Linked DNA regions of Mus musculus: region 2 is linked to region 1. Evidence: chromatin contacts called from public HiChIP or PLAC-seq data. All regions are on one chromosome and are shown on one strand. The core of a region is the stretch at or near the end of the contact, and the rest is flanking DNA. Distances in the headings are between cores, read along the strand shown. Region 1 overlaps 4930479D17Rik (RIKEN cDNA 4930479D17 gene). Region 2 holds the start of Rep15 (RAB15 effector protein).

What was found. HiChIP or PLAC-seq counts read pairs in DNA pulled down with a chosen protein or histone mark.
Region 2: a contact with region 1 is called in a FOXA1 HiChIP or PLAC-seq map of pancreatic cancer cells. The contact joins the promoter of Rep15 here to the enhancer-like site in region 1. A contact is called at or near these places in 5 of 39 promoter capture datasets (the 3T3-L1 cell line, the C10 cell line, the HPC-7 cell line and 2 more), 1 of 115 datasets of contacts at active chromatin or transcription factors (pancreatic cancer cells) and 2 of 9 other capture datasets (adipose tissue and pancreatic islet).

What each region holds. Positions count from the first base shown.
Region 1 is chr6:146,663,373-146,667,527 of GRCm38.p6, reverse strand. 4930479D17Rik (RIKEN cDNA 4930479D17 gene) reads right to left here. Exons shown (of 3, transcript NR_046277.1): 2 at 3,034-3,454; 3 at 2,125-2,315. Among named protein-coding and RNA genes, the nearest start is that of 4930479D17Rik, 8.2 kb to the right of the region's middle. Within about 2 kb of position 2,422, at least 39 of the 459 cell types and tissues checked have an H3K27ac peak or open chromatin away from gene starts, as enhancers often do. A contact at or near this core is called in liver and pancreatic cancer cells, where this site is marked.
Region 2 is chr6:147,030,326-147,034,480 of GRCm38.p6, reverse strand. It overlaps Rep15 (RAB15 effector protein), which reads right to left and starts at 1,944. Exons shown (of 1, transcript NM_025620.2): 1 at 963-1,944. The coding sequence starts at 1,816. The coding sequence ends at 1,124. Ppfibp1 (PTPRF interacting protein, binding protein 1 (liprin beta 1)) reads right to left here. Exons shown (of 31, transcript NM_001355728.1): 31 at 2,456-4,155. The coding sequence ends at 4,081.

The DNA.
Region 1 (4,155 bases), core at 1,173-3,672:
CCCCAAAAGATGTGTCAGGGGAGTTTCCACAAAGGTGTGTTGGGTTGGAGTCAACTGGGATCCAAAGAGAGTACTACACACCAGGCCCACGCATTTACCAGGGACATGTACTTAATACAAGGCTTCAGCTCAGCTTCTAGATCAGTGGTTCTCAACCTGTGGGTCTCGACCCCCAGACAATCCTTTCACAAACACCATCAGAAAGCAGACATTGAATTTACATCCTAACTCATAAAAGTAGCAAACTTACAGTTATGAAGTAGCAACGACAATAATGGTTAGAGTTACCACAACATGAGGAACTTTATTAAAGGGTCGCAGCATTAGGAGGTTAAGAACGGCTAATCTAGTGAGGAAAAGGGATGACATGGGAATGTCCATAGCCAAGGGTCAGGAGAGGACTTTACATGAAGATCGTTGGGTACTTTGTTGTTGCTGTGACAAGATGCCTGAGGAGCGACTTAAGGATGCTCACTTCCTCTTACTCAGTCTCAGACTGCAGCGCATGAGATGGCTCCACCCACATTTAGGGCGGGTCTTTTATCCTCATTATGACCCCTCTGGAAATGGTCTCACAGATAGACCGCACTCTCTAGTGTTCTATGCAACCACAACCTAAATATCTTTATCAGCAGCTGGGGATGTCCAATGCTTCTGTGTGTCCCAATTCCTCTGGTGAAAACAGAGTGGTCAAGGTACCCTGATTTTCTGACAGGACACAGCAAAGGTAGTGACGTAGAAGGAACTGAGGGACCCCAAAGTGCTTGACCATTCTGTGAGTCAGAATGCCAAACTGAACCTAAGAACAGACTCAGTGGGCACATTCTTGCCCAAGATTGCGCAGCCCGGCTACTACTCTCCCCCTGAACTGAAATAACATTTGGTAAACAATGAAATCTGTAAGGGAGGGGTCTCTAGGATGTGGTGTCTGAGTAGACAATGGATAAAGGGTAGAACACCAGAGAGGGAGCAGGCTCGCGGCTCAGAGCACTCTGTGAGAAACTGGGGTCTGCAGCTTTTTGTAGCTTCATGAGTGGCTTTGTTCCTTTGAACAGCAGGATTTCCATCAGCTCATTTCCAGGCTCATGTTTTTGAGATAGCCCCTTGGGCTTTAGCATTCTGCTCCACTGATCCTTTGTGTGTGTGTGTGTGAGAGTGAGTGCACATGTGAAGGCGCAAGTATGTGCTGGGACACGTGCACGTGAGGCCAAAAGTTGATGTCCCGTGCCTTCATAGATTGCCATGCGCTTTGTATACTGGGGCAAGGTCTCTTGCTGCTGGTGCCCGATTCAGGATGTAGCACACACATACACACACACACACACACACACACACACACACACACACACACACACACAGAGAGAGAGAGAGAGAGAGAGAGAGAGAGAGAGAGAGCCCCTTGGGCTTTAGCATTCTGCTCCACTGATCCTTTGTGTGTGTGTGTGTGAGAGTGAGTGCACATGTGAAGGCGCAAGTATGTGCTGGGACACGTGCACGTGAGGCCAAAAGTTGATGTCCCGTGCCTTCATAGATTGCCATGCGCTTTGTATACTGGGGCAAGGTCTCTTGCTGCTGGTGCCCGATTCAGGATGTAGCACACACATACACACACACACACACACACACACACACACACACACACACACACACACAGAGAGAGAGAGAGAGAGAGAGAGAGAGAGAGAGTGAATGAATGAATGAATAAATAAATAAATAAATAAATAAATAAATAAATAAAAAAAAGCAAAAGTACTGATTCTCAAATGCCTTCTAAGGAATGCCGAGTACCTAGCACCCAGTACCTACTTTAGCACTGTGATGTCAAAAACCTGAAATAACTTCTACCCTGCAAGTACTTTAAGGAAGTGGGTACCTCAGTCACTCCTCTCCTTTTTTCCTTAGAAGGTAAATAAATAACGTCATTGAGCCAGTGAGATGACTCAGCAGGTCAAGGTATTTGCCATCAAGCTTGGTGACTGAGTTCATCCCTAGGGCCCACATGGATGGTGCAAGGAGAACTGGCTCCACCAAGTTGTCTTGTGACTTCCACTTGCTGTGGCACAAGTGTGCCTCAAATTAAAAAAAAAAAAGTTAAAAGAATTAAATAACACTTACTGGCTTCTTAGTGTCAGAGTATATATATTATTGAGCATATATATTATTGATACAGGCCACATGATTCGATGAGACGACTCATCACTGTTCCAGACTTAGAAGGACTTGCAGCAATGATCAGAACCCTGGCAGCTGGGACAGAGGTAGGGTTCACTCAGTGATGGAACACTGGCCTACGGTTTGCAACCTCTGGGTCCCATCTAAAAGGAGGAAAAGATAATAGGAGACACACAGTAAGGTCCCGCCTTTCATAATCCCAATGTGTACCTATTGGGCTCAAAGCCAGTGTTATATTGGTTTTCTCGGTAACTGTATGATTTTCCGGAAAACCATGAGGGTTAAAAGTCAATGCTGAATCACCACACAAGTCCTGAACTCTGCACAGCGTGCATGCCTTGGAGACTCTTCCATTGCTTTATTTAGCCAAAAATGGGAAAAACAAAACAACAACAACAACAACAAAAAACCAAAAACCCTAAAACCTGACCATGAACTTCCATCTCGGGCCTAGAAAAGCCTTCCTAAATTCCTGTGCACCCGCTGTTGTTAGAAGTAACAAGCACAAACCAGGGAGGTGAGAATAATCCATGCAATAAATAGAGCGAGCGTTAGCCTGGGTAGGGGAGAAGGCTCTCACAGCAACACTCTTGGGAAAGCGAGGATGTGCTGTGATATCTTACAGGCTGAAGCGTTGGAAGGAGCAGGTGTCAGAGAGACCACACTGGGTCAGGACCTCGGCTGGGTCCTGCGGATGCGGTGCCTGTTGTTTGGTTTTGGTTTGGGACAGATTTGCTTTCCGTAACAATGCCTTCACTGTGTGCTGAGTGAGAACCATAATTTAAAAACTGTCTATTCTACTGAGCCAGTTTATCTATATTTAACTATCTATTATAACTGTCTGTCTAGAGACTTTCTTACATTTTGAGCTCCGGCAGGAGAAAGCTGTAACTTGGAAAGAGTCCTCAAGCTGAACGAGGTGGCACAGCCTTTATCCCAGTTTGAGGCAAGAGGATCACAAATTCAAGGTTTGCCTGGACTGTAGGATGAGTTCAAGGTCAGATGATCTTGAGTCCCAGTCATACAGAGTGCTAGAGACAGCCCAGAGGCAGAGCGCTTGGCTGGAGTCCACGAACCTCTGTCTCCAGCTCAACAAAAAAGAACCATGTGACCTTTGCTCATCTTGAGTCCAGATAATAAGCAGACTTTTGAAGCGTCTGGCTAATTCTGTGGGGGAAGGCATCTCTCCTCTCAGCAGGTAGATGTGGTTTGTATGAGTCCTTCACATCCTGAGAATTCTTCTTGCCAGGTTCCAACAATTCAAACTTCCAACTCCAACAAGCTGGGGTTACAAGAGGGAGAATGAGAAGAAAAGAACTCTCTCAGCAGGAGAATGTTTACCCAGCAAGCACGAGGCCCTGGGTTCCAGCCCCAGCATCTAAGAATTTAAAATGAAGATAAAATCAGTGTTACTTACTTAAAAACAATACGCTATACCCTATAAGAACAGATACACTTTATTTCCCACACATACACATAATTTTTGAGCACAGAAAGATTTTTGTCAGTGCTGGGTTGTGATATCTTTTCCTGCTTTGTGTCAGTTATCATATAACATATTGCTTTGGTTGAAGTATGTGAAGAAGATCTGAAGAAACATTTTAGAGAGAAATATGTATTTTTTTTTAAAGTCAGGGATTGTTTATAGCCCAGGCTGGACTGATTTGTGCTGTTAGGCCAGGCTGGCCTCAAATTTGCAACAGTTCTCCTACCCCTACCCTCTTCGTGCAGGGAGGTGTGTGCCCCATGCTTGGCCAGGAGGAAGATTTTAACGCCGTTTTAGATGGTTGTCCATGTCCTTTTTTGAGACAGGGTCTTGCTGTACAGGCCAGTCTGCTCTGGATCTCACTACAGAGCACAGCTGCTTTGGCCTCTGGGATGGCATGCAGGCACTGCAATGCCTAGAGTTTAAACAATGTTTCCATACTCTGCACTTGTGTTATTGCTGATGCATATCAGAAACATCTCCAGGTATAAGGAAAC
Region 2 (4,155 bases), core at 695-3,194, 370 kb before region 1:
AGGGTTCCACACTAGGGAACAGGCTAGGAAGGGCAGCACAGAGTGAGAGCAGGAGTGAGGCAGAGACAAACAACAGCCAGCTTCCTCACAGGTGAACATCTTTGTGCTCAAGAGTCAACTCACTTATGTATTGTTGGAAGAGTTGGAGCCATAAGTGGAGACTTGGCTTTTTGTTAACAGCTCATGACTTGGGAATGACACACATCATAGACAAATAGCAACAAATACATACTTCTTTTTTTTTTAAGATTTATTTATTTATTATATATGTAAGTACACTGTAGCTGTCTTCAGACACACCAGAAGAGGGAGTCAGATCTCGTTACGGATGGTTGTGAGCCACCATGTGGTTGCTGGGATTTGAACTCAGGACCTTCGGAAGAGCAGTCGGGTGCTCTTACCTGCTGAGCCATCTCTCCAGCCCCAAATACATACTTCTTAATAGAGCCTCATGTGCAAATTATAATAATATATTTAAAGCACTGGGCCCAACACGAGGTCAGTAAATAGTGGCAATTGCTCTTTATATTGTTAAGTCCCAAGAAGACATTTTAGAAAATATGACCATTGTGTTTGAAAATACATTCCTTACTGCGAATACACATATTTCACCGGTGACTCAGTAACTCATGGTATAGCTAACACCCAGTTGAACCCTATGTTAAATACTTTGAAAGTCCTTTATTTGTGGAGTTGCTGGGAAGAAGCAATTGTGGAGGGAGGGCTCAGAAGGTCAGCAGTGGGAAGTTTTCTTTAGGAGTCCTGAACCAAAACTGACATCCCCACCACACCTCATGAACAGTTGCTCTCCTTACAACAGCAGTAACATTTTAAGCTTGTGACTATGAGATGAGTTCAAAGACAACTTTTTTTTCCAAATCAAACTTTATGTATAATTTATCATTTTCTCTTCCAATTTTTAGTTTTGAATAAACAAAACCCAAAGTAAAATTTCCCAAGACACAGCAACAGCTATTTTTTTTTTCTTTTCTTTTCCGTAACTGGGACACTAGCAAGTTTTAACCCAGGGATCACTTTCAGTCAATGTAGGGGGTGGATAGCCCTGTGTTGGGGATTGTCCTCCTGTTCTGTCTCACAGGCCAGTCACAGCAACATGCCCAGTTTAGAGGATGCGGATGTAAACTCTGCCCATGTCACTCAGCCCATCTCTTTTACTCAGACAGTTCCCTAGCAGCTCTTTGATGGAGATACAGTCCTTTGTTTCCAGCACAAACTGCTCCACAGCCTTTCGTCCTGGCAGCTGGCTCTCCATCATCCCGTTTCTGACACTCTCCAGGACAACGCCTCTGATAGCCTTAGGTTCTCCAGGCACACCGAAGATGATAAACAGACCCAGACAGTCCTCTCCTACCAAGTTACAGAACTCTTGCAGCTTGTCAAATCTGCCTTTTTTCCAAGACTCCTCTCCCCTTGACTCACAGGATTTTGGGTCCGTCAGAGGGAGCGAAGCCATCCTCAGAGTCTGCACTGCCACCTGAAGCCGTATTTGCTTATCAGGTCCCCAGAAGGTCCAAATCCAGTCTGCTCCAAACAGCCAGGCCTGGTGCTTGGTCATCTTGGTGGTGGTGAGCCACTCATCCGCTCCCCTTTCCTGGCAGAAGGTAACGAAGTGGACGAGGAAGACCTCAGTCAGTGAACTCGCTGCAAGGCAGAGTCTGCTCAGCGGATACTCAAACCCGAGGTACTCCTTCAGCTTCTGCGCTGCATGGGAAATAGCCGCACTGACCACCTCACACATGGCAAGAACCTCCTGGCTGTCCTTCGGAGCTACCTGCTGTGAAGCCTTTTGTCCCATTTTCTCACACCCAGTAAATGCTGCTTCTAGCTATTCAGCATGTGAATGTCACCGGGAACTGCCTCTTTCTCATAGATTTTCTTCAGCAAAGCCACATCTGTTAAAGCCACCACCAGCTTCCTAATGCCACAGCTTCCTTGATGTGGCTAGCCATATAGACCCGAGGCTAGACAAACATGTGAGGGAGGGCCCCGTTTGTCAACTGGGTGTGTTGTGCTCACAGATTCCTGATGCTTGCCAAGTGACAAATGACAATTTCACACAAAACACCTGCTCTACTCCAGGTTATGTACAGGCTACATTTGATCTCTTCCTGGATGTGGCTCCTGTTTCTAAAAACTAGTCAAAATAAAACCAGCACGTGAATGTATGGGTTAGACTCCTACATTCTCCAACCAATGTCTCTAAGCTTGTGTCTCTTCTGTTTCCCTTTTTTGACGCATCTGTTCTGACCCTTCCTTCCCCAGGCAGGTTGCTGGCATTTCCTTTTATATGTACTTCTTAAGCAGAGATCTCAATTTGTCTGATTCAAAAAAACTCAATCAAACGTGCAAGTTTACAAACAAAAATCAGTTACTGTTTCCACCAGAAATGAAGACTTTGTTTTTCTGAACAAAGAAACAATGACAAATACACAAGGCAATTATCAATTGACTTTATTTCCTCTCATAAGGTAATGCAAACTTTGCATAATACTTTTGTAAATAAAATATATAATCAAAAGTTTTTAACTTTATCACATATCATCAGTTGTTACATTGTCCTTGATAAAGAATATTTGGCATCTGTAACAGTCTGCTGGTATTTTAACCAGGTTCTAATAACAAACTGAGCTTTCAAATGGTGGTATTTATTCATGTTAAACTAAAACCCCAATACAGGAAGAAGCCAATATTGTCATGAAATCATGAATGGGAGCATGTTAGCATCTGATAATTTAATTAGAAATAACCAGCAGTGTTACAAGGTTCACAATGAACAGCTTTATAACCTGCAGAGCATAAAAACGGCATACTGCTGACATTTGGAAATAGCTATCACCAGATCTATCACTGTAAAGTGACCTGTCCACCTGTCCCCCAGTGTCTAAGCTCCTGTCCAGAACACAGGGGATCTCATTTAGAGTAGCCCTGAATGAAAAGTAGATTGTCTCCAACCCTGCTGAAAACACTCATAGACACATACCACTCAACAGCTGCTTTGTAGCTTTCTATTTTCTTTACAAAAAGCCTTTGGGCCCTGTGTGACAGAAAACATGAGCAACCTGCTGTTGGACAGGATAGCCATTAGAAAATGTTCTACAGCTTTAAAATATTTGGGTTCTGATTGAAATAATACGAAGCCCCATCAGCTGACAGTCTGAGTGTAAGGTACAATCGACATGGCTAGGCAGGACTCCTTAGTTCAACATAATGATGAGTTTAGCAAAGGGAAAAAAAAAGAAACTTAAGATGTAAAGGTTCTGTTTGTTTTTTTTGTTTTTCCAAAGTTATTCTAACAAAAACTTTTCTGATGGGTATATGAGTGCATCCAAAGGCTTCAAGTTGATGTGGTAATACCCTAAAATTCTTCATTATAAAGCAAATGGAGTCAAGATTAAAGTCCAAGCTCCAAACTGCTCAGCAATTTTTGTGGGAGCCAAAGAAGTTTATCAAGTAGAATTTAGCCTGAATGGTAACACTGTTAAAATTCAGCAGTGGAAAAAAAATGGGACTCTGGTATCTTCAGGAATCAGCTGGTATATGATCATTGAAATATTGGGGTTTCTTCGTTTTAATATGATCTTTTGATCCTTGTGTCACAAAATAAAGGTTCTGCTTTCTGTATACTGTATATATACACGTATTTAGAAAAATATATAAAAATAAGACAGTGAGAGGCAAGTGGAGGTGCTGCTGGCATGGTGGCCTTGGATCTGGGGAGCAGCTCTTTCCGCTCAGACGGCTGCAGTGAACACTGATGTGGCCAGATCCTCCCTCCTGGGGATGTGAGCGAAGCACTCTGGTAAACACCCAATCGTAAATGCAACATATGTCACAGACTTTACATTAAATAGAGGCAGAGCAAGCGCACTTCCGTTCACCAGTGTCTTTTTTCTCAGTATCCTCAGAACTGGCACCATTTCCGTGTGACAGTTCTCCTTCTGAGTGAGCAGAAGACCAAACAATAAACAATGCACAACCTGTCACCTGCTGTATTCACTATCCGAGAAACCAAGTTAGAAAATGACATCTGTGCTCCTGGCATTTGCCCAGGTGCTCTGCTCAAACGTTGGAGTCTTCATCTGTGATGCTGGCACTCGGGGAGCGGGCAGCAAAATCCTTAAACATGTCATCTTC